Regions from separate parts of the Columba livia genome. Here region 2 is linked to region 1. A link is a contact called in public Hi-C data. All regions are on one chromosome and are shown on one strand. The core of a region is the stretch at or near the end of the contact, and the rest is flanking DNA. Distances in the headings are between cores, read along the strand shown. Region 1 overlaps CRLF3 (cytokine receptor like factor 3). Region 2 holds the start of RHOT1 (ras homolog family member T1).

Evidence for each region. A called contact is a pair of places that touch in the nucleus more often than the background predicts.
Region 2: a contact with region 1 is called in a Hi-C map of liver, with 1.7 times the contacts expected there. The contact joins the promoter of RHOT1 here to the enhancer-like site in region 1. A contact is called at or near these places in 2 of 2 Hi-C or Micro-C datasets (crop and liver).

What each region holds. Positions count from the first base shown.
Region 1 is chr18:10,252,901-10,256,724 of bColLiv1.pat.W.v2, reverse strand. It overlaps CRLF3 (cytokine receptor like factor 3), which reads left to right. Exons shown (of 8, transcript XM_065034931.1): 7 at 2,084-2,196; 8 at 2,533-3,824. The coding sequence ends at 2,786. Among named protein-coding and RNA genes, the nearest start is that of CRLF3, 11 kb to the left of the region's middle. Within about 2 kb of position 1,319, at least 2 of the 3 cell types and tissues checked have an H3K27ac peak away from gene starts, as active enhancers do.
Region 2 is chr18:10,298,063-10,301,844 of bColLiv1.pat.W.v2, reverse strand. RHOT1 (ras homolog family member T1) reads right to left here and starts at 1,797. Exons shown (of 19, transcript XM_065034930.1): 1 at 1,635-1,797. The coding sequence starts at 1,671. It overlaps RNF135 (ring finger protein 135), which reads right to left. Exons shown (of 6, transcript XM_021288654.2): 6 at 2,514-3,448. The coding sequence ends at 2,913.

The DNA of each region.
Region 1 (3,824 bases), core at 70-2,569:
TCTTTGCAGCCCTCAGGGACCCGTCCTTAGGAAAGGGAAGGTTTCTCTGCAGCGACGGGCTCTGCAGCTGCTCTACAGCGTTTTCTTGCGGTGGGGACCCCGGTCACCCTGGCCAGGCCGGGGATTTGGGGTCACGCTGCAGACACCATGTGGAGATCAAGCTGACCATGTCCGGAACCCACCACGACTCCGCTGGCAGCTGATGCGAGGGAAGCGCTTGTGATCGCTCACAGATTTACTTTTCTGCTCTGAGACAGTCGGCAGCTGGTGGTGGTTGAGCTGGTTCGGTGTACGCGGCAGTGACAGGCGAAGGTTTGCTCTGCAGCATTGGAAGTGCTGGGGAGGGACTCGAACAGCGTCCTGCTGAGCATTGTTCCTACCATGTAGTCTGTGTGCTTTTAAAAATTTGAATTGCAGGGATCACAGAGGCCGGAGAAATAACTTTATTAATGTGATAGGAAAATTCAGTGTAGCAAAGCGAAGCTTAGGTGATAGTGCAGTGATGCTCTGAACTGTTTTGGGCTCTTTGTCTTGGGCTGGTTGTTAACTGCTGAAAAATCCAGACCTGGTGGGGAGAGGAGCGGTGATCTCCAGCAGATCTGGTCGTGTTCCGGTGCACGCGGCAGGAGGAACGCACCCCTCGGCCGCTGCCTTGTCTTCCTGCAGCTCCTGGCGCAGGTGACATTATCGCTGTGCTGCAAAAAGGGGCCTGCGCGGAAATGAGCAAGTGTGGATACAGGTTGACATGATAGAATTGCTACTTTTTAATGGGTTTATAATTATGCATTTTTTTTGTCCTTCTTGTAACTGTACAAACACTTTTTTCCAAGGCAGAACTCAGGAAAGGCTCCCTTAGGTAGGGATGGAATGAATTAAGGTTCCCTCATGCATGAAGTTTACAGATAAATACCTGTTTACAAACCTTCACCAGTAACTCAGGCAGAGTTTAAAATCTAGAGTACCAAAATGAACGTGAAATCTCATGTGAAGTTGTTTTGGGAAGCACCGTGGATCGCTCCCAAGTGAAAAGCTTCTTGGATATTTATTTGTTTTAGTTTTGCTTTGCAGTGCGAGGCTCTTGCTGTCTAAATGACATTCCCGAGGGACTGAGAAACCTAACGGAGTGCAAAAGGAAAACATGGTTCCAATTTTAGCTTCCCTGTTCGTCTTGAAAGAGTTAACCCCTTGTGTGCCACTCCATCGCCGCTTCATTTCCAGCTCTTAAAAGCTTCTGCTGGAGTTTTTTCTGTTTGGCAACAACCACCTATCAGTGCTGTTCTTTCCCTGAAGCCGTAATGAAAATAACCAGTTTAACTTTCTAGAAAAGGCAGTCTGTGTTTCCCACGTCACTCGGGCTCTCTCTGAAGTGCGATTTAGCACCTTTGGGAGTTGGCAGCGCCAGAGAAAGGACCCAAACACAGCAGAGCCCTCCGGGGTGCGGGCTGTGCAGCCTCGCTCGGGGGCCGGGGCACAAGGGAACTGCAAACCAGGTCATTTGCACAACCTGTTTGCATTTTCTTTGGCAATTCTTTCCCAGGACCAAAATCCCGAATGCAGCAAGGGAGAAACCAAACTTTAAATGCCCTTCGAGGCGTTACTGCTTTTAATATCCATTTGCACCAAGCTGGTTTGTTAAAAAATAAACCAAAATATACAAAAATCCCACATGTTCCTCAAACCAAACAACCCACCACCACCAAAAAACATCAGGCTTCTGTCCCTTTACAGCAGAATACAGCAGGGCTCAAAACCCCCCGTTTTAATCCCGCATATGAAATGCTTGCTGAAAATACAGCTGTCTCGCCATAATACGTGATGTTGGCAATAGATGAAAAGACTCTTTAAGTTGTGACGGGGGAATTCTATTAAATAGCAATGAAAGTTTGCAGGAAGCAGATGGATGTTTTGTGCGGATGGGTAGTTGGAGCGTCGCTCGGTGGAGCTGGTGACGTGGGGTCTCATCTCCCAGCGGCTCGGGGGGCTTGGGAAGCCGTGGAGCGCGGTCAGAGGGTGGTGCCGCCTGCCTTTCACCCCATGTTTTGATTTAAAGCTTCAGGCTTTGACTTCACTTTTTGCTTGGTAGAATTGAAACGGTGGGACAGCCGGACAGACGAGACAGCCTGGGAGTGTGTGTGGAGCAGCAGAACGGCTACGATTCGCTGCAGCGGGATAAAGCCGTGTGCATCAGCACAAACGGTGAGTCGGAGTCACGCGATTGAAGAATGCGAGCCTTTTGGTTTGTTTTTTCTTTCCCCAAACCCACAGCCTCCGGTTCTCTCTACCTTTGGGTCACACCTGAGCAACTTCATCCACCTTCTATGGACACGCTGGTTGTGTAGTTAAAATCTTTGGTGCGATCACAGGTCTCCTTTTCCTGCCTGCAGTTATTGCAGCCTGGTGGATGTGGCAGAAAGGAACGTGGCAGGGTGGCTTTCCAGTTCTGTTTGCCCGCAAAAAAATAGGGAGCCATAGTATTGCATGTTAGTATGTATGGAAAGTGAGACATAACGGTTGATATCTCGAATGTTTCAGGGGCTGTATTTGTAAATGGAAAAGAGATGACAAACCAGCTGCCGGCCGTTACTTCTGGATCGACTGTGACGTTTGACATGGAAGTTGTGCCCCTGGGGCCTTCCAGCAACGAGGGGGGGACCTCCAAGCTTAGAGTCACCATCAGCTCCAACAACAGAGAGGTCGTCTTCGACTGGGTACTTGATCAGTGCTGCGTCTCTTTGTATTTTGGATGTTCCTTTTCATACCCAGGCTGGAAAGTTTTGGTGTTTTAGCAGCGAGTGAAGGGATTGTTGTTCTTCCTGTAAAGTGTAATGTTAAAACCTGTATTTCCAGCTATTTGATATCAGCCGTCTGTTAACAGAAACCTGTCTTTATACTACTTGAACTCCACTATATTGTACTTCCTACTGGATTCATTTCAAAAAATAATGGTGAAACATTGAATTTGTTACTCTGGAAAAAGTTAGAAACAGGCATTTGCGTGGGCCAATTAATTTAAACAGTCCATAAGCCCTTTTCCTTTTTTCCTCCAGACTTGATTTTTGTCAGTATTTCATTGTACTCTAGTCTCAGGGTACGCGTGTTGTGTAGAATTAACGTTGCTTAATGCTGCTGTTCTGTGAAATAAGCCTGTGAGTGTTTTAGGCGGTGGAGGGGTGGTAATGGACCAAAGTCATATTTATACCACTCGTGAAAGAACAAAGTATTGAGCACGGTGACGTCCTGCTCCGCTTCCCGGCGCTCGCGCTGCCCTCCCAGGGTGACCGGATCGTGGGTTCCGCATGCAGTGGCCCTGGTCGTTCCTCCCAAGTGGGGACGTCTGAGCCGTAACGTCTGTTTGAACACGTAGCCGCTCGGTTACTGTCTCATTTACCCAAGTGCCTTATTTCCAGGTGTTTCTTGAACTGTTTTCTGTGTTGTCACTTGGAATCTATTTTCTAGAGTAGCTGCGTGGCGATGCCGACATCAAGGTAATGCAGACGCTTGCCGCAGACTAGAGCAACGCCCAGAGCAGGACAGTTCTCATCTGCTCCGATTGTCTGCTCTAATTGCAATTTACGGTGCAGCCGATGTCAGGGGAGGTCTCAGCGATTTAGTACGTGGGCACGATACGCAGATGGCAGCCGGGATTCCTCAGAGAACCTTCTTTGCGTTGCCAGCGCAGGGGAGATGACGGTTTAGGTCTCCATGGATGAGGAGGGGATAAGAAACGATGCTGAATTAATTCACTTTGAATTCGGAAGTTACATAAAGTTCCCAATATTTCCCCTAAGGAGTAACTGAGATTTGGAATGAGCTTATCAAAGAGA
Region 2 (3,782 bases), core at 548-3,047, 45 kb before region 1:
CACTCATCTTTTTTCCTCCTGTATACAGGAGTCTTTTAAATCACGCTGCATGAAATAACATGCTGAACATATTCTGAAGATTGTTGACTGTTAAAACTGATGTTTGCACCCTGGATACCAGGACTAAAACAACCTTAAGCCTAAAATGTAGACCACTGGGGATGGCAAAGGCTGTGTTTTGGAACAGCCTTACAACAAAAGGTCTATCCAGTACTTCAGAGCCTGATCCTGACGGTCTGTTATCGTCTATCAAGTATTATATAGTCTAGACTAACTTTTGGTTTCAGACTAATAAATATATATAAAAACATGTTTACCGAACAGCACTAACAGTGTAACTGCCAAGTTTTACTGATTTGTAAAACAAATTTCTCCCCACTGTTCATTACAATTCCAATAAAAATATGACATAGAGAGGCTCACAATCTCTGAGGTGTACCACGTACTATATGTTGCTATACTTAAGAGACATACATCTTCGACACTTTCAGGTGGACACATAGTGAACTTAGTTGCCAAACCAAAGCTCCTGTTACACCTGCACTGAAACCACCGTACAGAGCCAGTTCAGAACACACCATTGCCAGAGAATCAAGGCACATTGGACGTATATTCTGAAGAGGAATTCAACTGTGTATTCAAATACACTAATACATTTCTACATAAACCAAGTCTTGTAAAACTAGCCAAATACAAGCTTAACAACTTAACTCTTTCTGCATAAAACCAGCTCCCTGAGGATTCCTCTCTGAAGAAGTGACGGAGGATCTTTCTAGGCAGTACAGACAGAGCCAACCCACACTATAAAACAACTGCATAAACTGTACTTAGGAGTACTACACTCTTAGTATAATTAAGTAATTTTACTAATAACACTTGGTAATTACTCTGCATTCTTTCTCTTGTGAAGAACTTAGGCGCACTTTACAAGCTAACAAACCAGAACGTCCTTGCTGCTATTTACATCAGCAAGCAGCTCTATCTTTGAAAGCCCAGCCACTAATTTGGGTACCTAAGTGTGAACTTAAGGATATAATTTTAGGTCCATATGCAAAAGCACAAACACCCTGTATCTTTAGCGTGCATATAAATACGAGCTGTTTATTCAAGGTCACACAGTAAGCTAATGGGATCTGGCTCCGTGGCCCTGTCCTGGCCACAAGTCCACAACACTTGACTGATAAGGGCTTGGAGCACATCTGGCCACTGACTTCCACACCCGGTGAGAAAGATTTCAGGTTGGTTTCCACAACTAAAGTTTAAACAGGACACGGCCAAACACAGGGCAAGAGTTTCAGCCCAGTTTCACGTCCAGGGACGCCCAAGGAACACGCCAACTCCGCAAGCCGACTTCGTGACTTGGGGATCCAGCAAAGGGACGCGAGGAGCGTCGGCTCCCGGCCCCGCCGCGGGAGCCCAGCCCGGGGCGGCCACGGAGCGCCCGAGCCCTGCAGGGCCGGGCTCACGGCCCCAAGGCGAAGGAGCCCGGGCAGGGATGGGCGAGCCCGGCCCGCAGCCCCGGGCGCTCTGACAGCCGGCGGCATGGCGGCGCAGCGCTCCCTCAGCCCCCGCCCTGCCCCGCAGCCGCGGCCCCCGCCGTGCCCCGGGGCCGGCCCGGCCCCTCCCGCACTCACGTTCTCCCACCAGCAGGATCCTCACGTCCTTCTTCATGGCCCCGCTCCCTGGCCCCGGCGCGGGGCGGCCTCACATGGGGCTCGGGGGGGGAAGCGGAGCCGCTGCGGCCTGGGGTGCCCCCGCGCCGCCTCCTCCCCGCCGCGGAGCGGGCGCTACGGCGGCTGCCGAGGGACACACTCAGCGCGCCTGCGTGCGGCTGCGCGGGGCGCTCCGGGCTGCGCGTCCCCCTGAGATCTGCGTGGTCAGGAGGGACAGCAGTACCGGGGTGTCCCCTCTGAGGGCAGGGCTGCCCGGGGCTTCCCTGGGACGGTGACGGAGGTTTCTGCCATTAAGGAGCCGTTATTTTGATGTACCGTAATGAAGCGGTGCTGGCTGCAGGGGGTCGCCTGCCAGGTGAGCGCGTCCCACGCACAGGAACCCTCCCTTTCAAATTGTGTGTCCGTAGCGTTCAGTGACAGCCGAGAAGAGTAACCTTGAAGATTACCGGCACTTCGGTCAATGACTTCAAACCCCATGGAGCTCCATTTGTCTAAATAAGCTAGTCAAATCCTACATGCTTTATTCACATTAAACTTACTATTTCATTCTGGAGCGTCACTGCCTGAAAAAAGCTTTTGCTTTTCGGGAGCTGTTTCCAGTTTGCCTGCATGAAGGTCCTCTCAGAAATTCAGCTGTGGGTTTTGCTGGATCTCAGCTCTGTCCCCTTCACCCCACGCAGGCAACAGGGACCTCCCTGCAGCCAGAAAGACGGACAAACAGCCAGAAGCACTGCCTGTTCGCTGGCGAGGAAACTTACAGAACCTCATTTCCTCAGGTTCCTTGGCAAGAAAACACAGTCCTTGCCATGACGCAGTCCTTTTTACAGGCTCTTTAAACAATAAAGTGACCTCATGATTTATTAGCTGGTACAAACATTTGAAAACATCCACTTCCAAAACCATTCCAGTGGTCACACCACCACCAGGACTGACAATCTTTTGGCCTGGGCAAGACTAAAACAAGATACGGTGCCAGTGAGACAATGTTCTGGGAGACCTCTCTGAAGTGCCACGTCCTCAAATACAAAGTGTATCCCTGTAGTTTAGTACATAAAGAGTAAGTCTTTCACACATGAGATCAGTAACTTCATTGTCCTCTGAGTATTGCTTACTCAATCAGATCTTTCTAAAGAAAGCTCACTTGACAGAATGTAATGGCATCATCTCTTCTCCTGTAATTTCTTTTATCAATGTAGGAAAAATTTTCTGAACAGGCTTCTGAACTTTTCCGAACAGGCTTTACCTCCTGTTTGTGTGACATATAGTTAAAGATCCATTTCTTTCTAGACTATATAGCCAGAAAGCAGGGTAAAGAGGATTCGAGGTATTGATTTCAAAAGTATGCAAAAGCATTTCTTTGTCAGTGATGGAGTAAAATGACATGGTCTTCTTTTGTAGCTCCAGGAAAACTCCAACCTTCAATGGTTTATCCTTCTGTAATAATGTTTCTTGATTCCTATGCCATGCTGACAGCTGCTTTTTGGGACCTAGCCATTCTACACACCAGGAATGCTCTGTTCTTCCTAATTTGTCCTTTCTACCAATCATTTCATGGGCAACTCCAACAGCCCATCCATCACTGTCCTTGGTAATGACTTCCCAGTAGTGGCACCCAGTGGAGAAGCTCTGCGAACACATCACTTGACTGATGCAGAATCTGTTGGGCGATGGTTCATAATTACCTGGGCGGCTGGAAACCATTACTCGCCTGTTCTGGGCTGTGATTGCTAAGCGCTCATATACTCTTGTGAGATCAAAAGTCACATCATCTGCCCCTAGAAGAGAGAAAGGAAAATATTCTCAACAACAAGGCAACAAGTTCACCTCAGTCTTTACGTCCATCCTAAATAACAGTGGGTGTGCATCCCCTACTCAAGAACAGAAAGGAAAACCAATACAAATAAAGCTTAATCGAAGTTCAACCCTGCAAATCAGCAAGAATCCCCAAACAAACCCTAACAGTAACCTGTGCATACCGAAACATTTAACAGGCACAATTGAGTAAGCATCCATGACACACTCATGCACTCCAGTGGGAAGGTGAAAGCACTTTGCACCTTACAGGATGGATCTTATTCCTAACCCAAATCTTATAAAGAAATCACCCTT